2 separate regions of the Mus musculus genome follow, and region 1 is linked to region 2. Evidence: chromatin contacts called from public Micro-C data. All regions are on one chromosome and are shown on one strand. The core of a region is the stretch at or near the end of the contact, and the rest is flanking DNA. Distances in the headings are between cores, read along the strand shown.

Evidence for each region. Hi-C and Micro-C count contacts between places; a contact is called where the count stands out from the background.
Region 1: a contact with region 2 is called in a Micro-C map of the G1E-ER4 cell line. The contact joins the enhancer-like site here to the promoter of Arrb1 in region 2. A contact is called at or near these places in 17 of 39 promoter capture datasets (the 3T3-L1 cell line, 3T3-L1-derived adipocytes, the HPC-7 cell line and 10 more), 8 of 484 Hi-C or Micro-C datasets (CD8 T cells, the G1E-ER4 cell line, the HL-1 cell line and 4 more), 7 of 115 datasets of contacts at active chromatin or transcription factors (bone marrow-derived macrophages, cardiomyocytes, embryonic forebrain and 4 more) and 3 of 9 other capture datasets (adipose tissue, liver and pancreatic islet).

The regions. Positions count from the first base shown.
Region 1 is chr7:99,592,749-99,595,983 of GRCm38.p6, forward strand. It overlaps Arrb1 (arrestin, beta 1), which reads left to right. Exons shown (of 16, transcript NM_177231.2): 10 at 242-314; 11 at 1,873-2,010. Among named protein-coding and RNA genes, the nearest start is that of Tpbgl, 33 kb to the right of the region's middle. Within about 2 kb of position 1,798, at least 30 of the 459 cell types and tissues checked have an H3K27ac peak or open chromatin away from gene starts, as enhancers often do. A contact at or near this core is called in the G1E-ER4 cell line, the HL-1 cell line and fetal liver, where this site is marked.
Region 2 is chr7:99,534,071-99,537,371 of GRCm38.p6, forward strand. Arrb1 (arrestin, beta 1) reads left to right here and starts at 1,416. Exons shown (of 16, transcript NM_177231.2): 1 at 1,416-1,728. The coding sequence starts at 1,709.

The DNA of each region.
Region 1 (3,235 bases), core at 548-3,047, 59 kb after region 2:
TGCCCCTTCATAGGCTTTCTGGGCCCTGGACAAGCTGTTCTGGGAGGAAAGATTTGGTCATGGAAGGGACTGGGTTTTGATGGGGTTTTCTGTGTGGGTGGAGTCTGGGGTGGTGGCCTCTGATAAATGCTGGTCGTTGTCTCAATCTAAGCAAGCACACCTACTACAGGGAACTTGAGGGCTATCTTGAGAGGTACCCCCTGACTCATGTACCCACCTCCCCTGCTCCCTCTTTCCCCAGTGCGCCAGTATGCAGACATCTGTCTCTTCAACACAGCTCAGTACAAGTGCCCAGTGGCCATGGAGGAGGCTGAGTAAGTGTGTCTGAAGCCGACTTTGGACAGGTGGGACTAGACAGGACAAAGGGGAGCTCTGAGTCCAGGCCCAGGCATCTCTTCTCAACCTGCAGAGAGATGTCCTGGGGTAGGACTCATGTGGCATGTGCCTTTATGTGCTGAGTAGCCTCACTGGCTTCTGTTTCGGTCTTTGAGTCCAGGTCTCACTTTGAGACCAGGCTGGCCTGAAACTCAGAGCCTGAGCTTACTTGGAATCAGGGCAATCCTTCTACTTTAGCCTTCCAAGCGCTGACGTTATAGGTGTGAGCAACTGCACCTGCCACTTTGACATGGTTTCTAATATTCTAGAGATGGAGCTGTTATTACTAAACCAAATATTCTTGCATTATTGGATATTCTCAAATTCACTGTTGATTAAGAATAAAACCTACAGCCATGAGACATAGACTTCTGGTGAGTGTTGGGGGGTACGTTGAATGACCCAGAGCCAGGAGAGCATTTAACCCCAAGTGGAACATAGTCATAGCCATAGTCTGTCACATATTTGCATCTGCAGTCTGGAGAAAGGGTAGCTGCCTGGGCTTCCAGTAAGCATTCCTGTGGGGTTGGGCTTGGGGTTGAGATGTGGCCGGCTCTGCTCCCTTCAAGAGGCAAATTTAGGTCTTATTCCAGGACTGTCCCAGTGTCAGGTGCACGCATCTGCCTCATCTTTGAGAAGGGAGATGGGGGATAAAATAGCACCAGCCAAAGGGAACAACAGAGGTTCCTGTGCATGACTGATAGATACACATTGCAGCAAGTAAAGTTTCAATGGTAGAACCTAGGTGGGGGCTTCCAGGCATTTACTCATGGTTTGTATGCCCACTTTTGAACATAAACGTGGGCTGGAGAGATGGCTGAGCAGTTAGGAGCACGTGCTGTTCTTCCTCCAAAGGACCAGGGTTCATTTTCCAGTACCCACACCAGGCTGCTCACAGCAGCTTGTAAGTCTAGTTCTAGGGGATATGATGCGCTCTTCTGGCCAATGAGGGCACTTGCATGTGAGTGGTGCACAGACAGTCATGGAGGCACACACACACACACACACACACACACACAAATTAAAAACTTAATCATTAAATAAAAACTAAAAATAAATGTGTGGGCTAGAGAGATGGCTCAGTGGTTAAGAACACCGACTGCTCTTCCAGAGGTCCTGATTTCAGTTCCCAGCAACCACATGGTGACTCATGACCATGGAATGGGATCCAATGCCCTTTTCTTGTATGTCTGAAGATAGGGACAGTGTACTCATATACATAAAATAAATAATCTTTTTTAAAAGTGTGCTATTTAAGTGTGCATGGTGACCATGCCTAGTTTAGGATTAGTCCTGCTTGTGTGTGGTGGGCCTCTCCTCTTTCCCATGGCAGTGGGCTTGCTGCTTGAGCTGGGCTCAGCCCAAGTGGTTGCCTGCATCTGGGAGATAAGGGTTGCTGGCAGAGGGCGTTGTGGAACAGGGCCAGTCCAGGCGTCTTGGCTGGGTTAGGGCTGGCTGTGATAAGAGTCATCTTCATGCTGCCTCTCTACTTCCCAGTGACAATGTGGCACCCAGCTCAACATTCTGCAAGGTCTATACGCTGACTCCCTTCCTGGCCAACAACCGAGAGAAGCGGGGACTCGCCCTCGACGGGAAGCTCAAGCATGAGGACACGAATCTGGCTTCCAGCACGCTGTGAGTGAGAGCCCGCCCCTAAGACCCAGATGCTATGAGTGAGAGCCCGCCCCTAAGACCCAGATGCTGTGAGTCCCAGGCCCCCCGGTGCCCTCTCCACGACGGGGCCCCACCCTCTTGGCCCACCACCATGAGGATGAGGTTTAGGCTCTTGCCCAAGTCTTGACTAGGGCCAGTCCCCTGGAGTGTGGCTACCCAGGGAGGATCTCTTTCTACTCCTACCCACCCAGCCAAAGACTACCGGGTCCCATCATTTGCCTCTGGGGGACACAACCAGAAAAGCTTTCTTTAAGAATTGGCAGCTCTTAGCCCAAAGTCCTGAATACAGACTGGGGTGTGTCCCTGATGCTGTCAGGGTTGGAGGGGAGAGAATCGCTTCTAGAAGAGTACTGGAAGGAGATAAATGGGGGCTTGGAGAGGCTGGGGAAAAGAGGGGAACTGGGTATAGATATGGGGGTCCTTCCACATGAGGCACCATTAGGCCATTTGGTCCATGGGCATCACTGAGCCTTCAGGGTTGTCCCACCCTAGAAGAGTTCAGACAGTTGTGGGGGGACTTTCATTCCCTCTGATGATATCTGGCTCTCTGCAAGGGATTTGGTCTTTGTCTGTTGATTCCGAGACCACGCTCCCCACTCTCAGACTTGGCTCAGGCTAGACAATCACATTATCACCCCTCATAGGCCTCCCATTTACCAACAAGCTCTTTGTCCTCCTTTTACTCTGACTTGTACCTGATCTGCCCTCAACACCCCACCACCAGGTATCTACTTAGCATATCCTTCCCATGTTACCCTGACTCCCAGCTACCCTTGGCTTCTCAGCTCTCAGTGTGGCTCTTTCTGCTTGTGGGTTACCGAGCATAAGCAGTGTGAGAGAAGTAAGTGGTGGGAGGGCGGTTAGGGCCTGTTCTCACGGCACTGTGTGGCACTGGTGAGGCAGGGAGGAGAGTCCACTAGGGCTACAGAACAAGGACATCTTATCGCTAGATGTGGAACCCAAGGAACTAGGGTCATAGCTCAGTGGTAGAGCGCTTGCCCATCAGGCATGAGACTGTGGATTTAATCTCCAGTACCACAAAGAGGGACATAAACAGAATCCAGGCCTACAAGTGCCAGTGCACTGGGCTCAGCTCCCTTTCCTAACTGTTGGACCTGGAGGCTCAGGAGATGGATGGACAGTGGTGCCTCCCAACATATGCCAATGCCTACCACATTCCGCCCAC
Region 2 (3,301 bases), core at 166-2,665:
CCTCTTGATTTTGAGCTCACAAAGTTTGCTTCCTGCTATCAATAGAGAACCCTACTCTGCTCCTTTCAAGAGCCCCCCACAACGGCCTGCAGAAGGGTCAGGTGGCTTCCTGCTCTGCCCTGGTTGGAGGAAGGGAAGATCCCAGAGGCTAAGAAAGGGCAGGTGAAGTTACAGACCTTAATCCACTTCCTCTTAGCTCTTACCATTGCCCAGATGTGGACCACCCTGCCTGTCCATTAGCCTCTACCCACCCCTCCCCAATCTGGACATAATTATAGTCATTATCCTGGGATATTATTACCAATTCTATAAACAGCACACTCTATGTAAACAGCATAGGTAACTGCTTCTGAACATAATTACAGGAGATGTTTCCAGACCCCGCAATTGCATCAGAGTAAATGATAGCTTCCTTTCCTATCGTTAATACTCCGATATTAGGGACCTATCAGTGCCAATTAGTCAAACTCCAGCAGTGAGGGGCTGAGGACCTTACATTCCTCCCACTGCCTCAAGATCCCTTCTAGGAGAAAATGGATTCAAACCCTTTCCTACCCCTTCTTAGCCTCTGAACTCTACCCTCCCACTGCACACCGGCTACTTCTCCAGGGGTAGGAAACGTAAGGAAAGTCAAGGTTTCCAAGGATACCAAGAAAGCTGCAGACAGTAGACTCTGCTGGACACCGCTGTGTGCAGGTGTCTGCCCGCAAGAACAAGCAGATTCCTTCAACAATTGAACAGGACATCTGCTGGTCTTAGGACCCAGCCAATAGACCTGAAATGGGCTGAGTGGTGTCCAGAGTCATTACAGGCACCTAAGCTAGGCCTGGGTGCTATATCAATGATGCTAGATGCTACAGGCCACCAGCTAGTTGGCTCTCGGTCCCTTCTTTATCTCCTGTTCTCACTGCTTCCTCTTTCTGCCTGCCCCTCCCCTTTCCACTCTCATCTGCTCTCCAGCATTGCAGTCCGCTGCCCGCCCCCACCCCTTCTTCCTGTCCCTGTTGTGTCGTTGGGTGGTATCTCTCCAGAAGGGCGGGGGTGGGGAGGGTGGAGCAAAGGGCGAAGGCCTGGCTAGGCTTTTGGAATCTTTCGCTGTCCTCACACAGGGGCGCCTCTGAGGCTGGGCCTTGAAGTCTGCGGATTTTCCGCTTGCTTCTATCCGCAGACACAAAGGCCAGTCCTGGCGTGCGCGGGAGAGAGCGCTCGCACCCACGACTGTGAGCACACATACACAACTGCACAAAGACGTGCTACCTCTACACACACACACACACACACACACACACACACACACTCTCTCTCTCTCTCTCTCTCTCTCTCTCTCTCTCTCCACACCCCACCTCCCGACAGGCTCGCGCGCACAGCCGTGCACACGCACCAGCACTGGCACGCGCTTGCGTGCACGCGCTCCCGTGGACCAGCCGCGGCCGGCCACGCAGCCCTCACTCTCTGGGCGCGCACACGCAGAGCCGCGCACGGAGGCATACACGCGCGCTCACACCCGCACGCTCCACGCCCCTGGCGGCGGCCTGGGCGCTGTGCTGCTCGAGCGACGGGCGGGGACCCGGGCGGGGGCGGCGGCGGCGACAGCGGAGGAGGCGGAGCGGGGTAGCCGGGAGCGGGCTGGCCCGCGCTTCTCCTGGCGGCCGGGGATTTTCCAGCCTGGACGCTGACGCCGCGGACCTCCCTGCGGCCGCCGCGGACCATGGGCGACAAAGGGACACGGTGAGTGCGGGTGGCCGCCCTGTCCCACGCGCGCGTGGGGACGACCTGGGCGAGGGCACGGGCGGAGGTTCCAGTCAGCGTCACCCGGGATCTGGCACTCTGTTGTCCTCCCAAGTCTCTTGTGTGGTTCTCTGGCCAGAACCATGTGTACCGAGGCACCCAGGGTGGGCCACCCCATTGGGTTCACGGCTCCTGGCCGAGACGAGCTCACACACCCAGCCCTGGTCGATAGACTTCAGGACGCTCTGGGGCAGGCTGACACACAACACACAAGCTCATAAACACATGAGCACCCTTCTGCAGGCACACACTGACAGTCGTTGCCACACTTCGCATTTGTGACACGACGACGTCACATACGGTCTCTCACGCACACACCAGTCTGTCAACACATTCTTGCTGTCAGTCCTGTTAGCATACACAGGTCCCACTCGAACACGCACCAGCTCTAACAACACCCTCGTGTTGCTACACACATGCGGGCATACACCGACATACGTAGCCTGGCACTTGGGTGCTGCAAAGCACGGTCTAAGCTAGTACGTGCAGTCTGTCAACCCTCTCTGACGTGACACGATGTGGCCACAGGTCTTAGTGACACATCAAGGCTAACCACACACATGCAAGGCATAAAATGCCTGCAGGGACTGACATCCTCAGAGCAGTGGATACACTCACTTCTGACTCCTCATAGCAGGGCCGGGAACACAGGTCACAGAGTGGAAGGCTCTGAGACCTGGAAGGCAGGTCCCCATTCACATGGCTTTCTTCCCCTCTGTCCTCCAAAGCACATAGCTAGGGGCTCCATGTAGCTGAGGGAGGGTGACGGGAACTGTTTTGTAGAGCTTGCCTTGAGAGGAAAGGTTAGGCCCTCGAAATGGAAACTAGGTCAAAGTAGGAGGGCTAGGGAGGGGCAGGGAAGCTCGTGGGGTCAACCCTTATGACCAGACTGGTTCACCTTCCTGGCCCTTGAGAGTCTCCTTGCCATCTTCTCTGGCCCCTCCTCTAGCCTCCCTGCACCTGCCGTTTACCATTGCTTTCCTTATTACTCTTCTGTTTGTGTCCTTCCCTCTGCCTTTACCTCCTTTCTTCTGATATTAATTTATTTATTAAGCCCCTGTTGTATACTAGGCATAGCCTAGGGCATAAGAGATGATCAGAAAGGAAGCATCCCTGCAGTCACATGTTGGGACCCTTAAACAAAATGACTCATTGCCCACTGACAGCTGAGCCTCAGCAGTGAGTGAAAGCAGCTACAGAGGTTATTCCCATTTCCCAGGAGCAGAAACTGAGGCATAGTGGTAGCTCAGATACCTCATGTTTAGAAACTGCCTCCCACCAGCCTTCCTACTGATGGCCCTTCCTGGAGGTTAATTTTCCTATTCTTGTTTCCCAAAGAGGAACCAAAGGGTGAGAAAGGTCACTTGCCTTGCTGAAGGTCAGGAGGGGGCAGAGGCCAGGGTCCACTGTGTCTGTGGCTCTCCTTGGAGCTGCACTGTGTGCACCCTGGGTGTAAGGACTAGCAAGGGACCCACTTGGTGCAGAGACACAGTTTTGGGAGACTGCAGAGAGC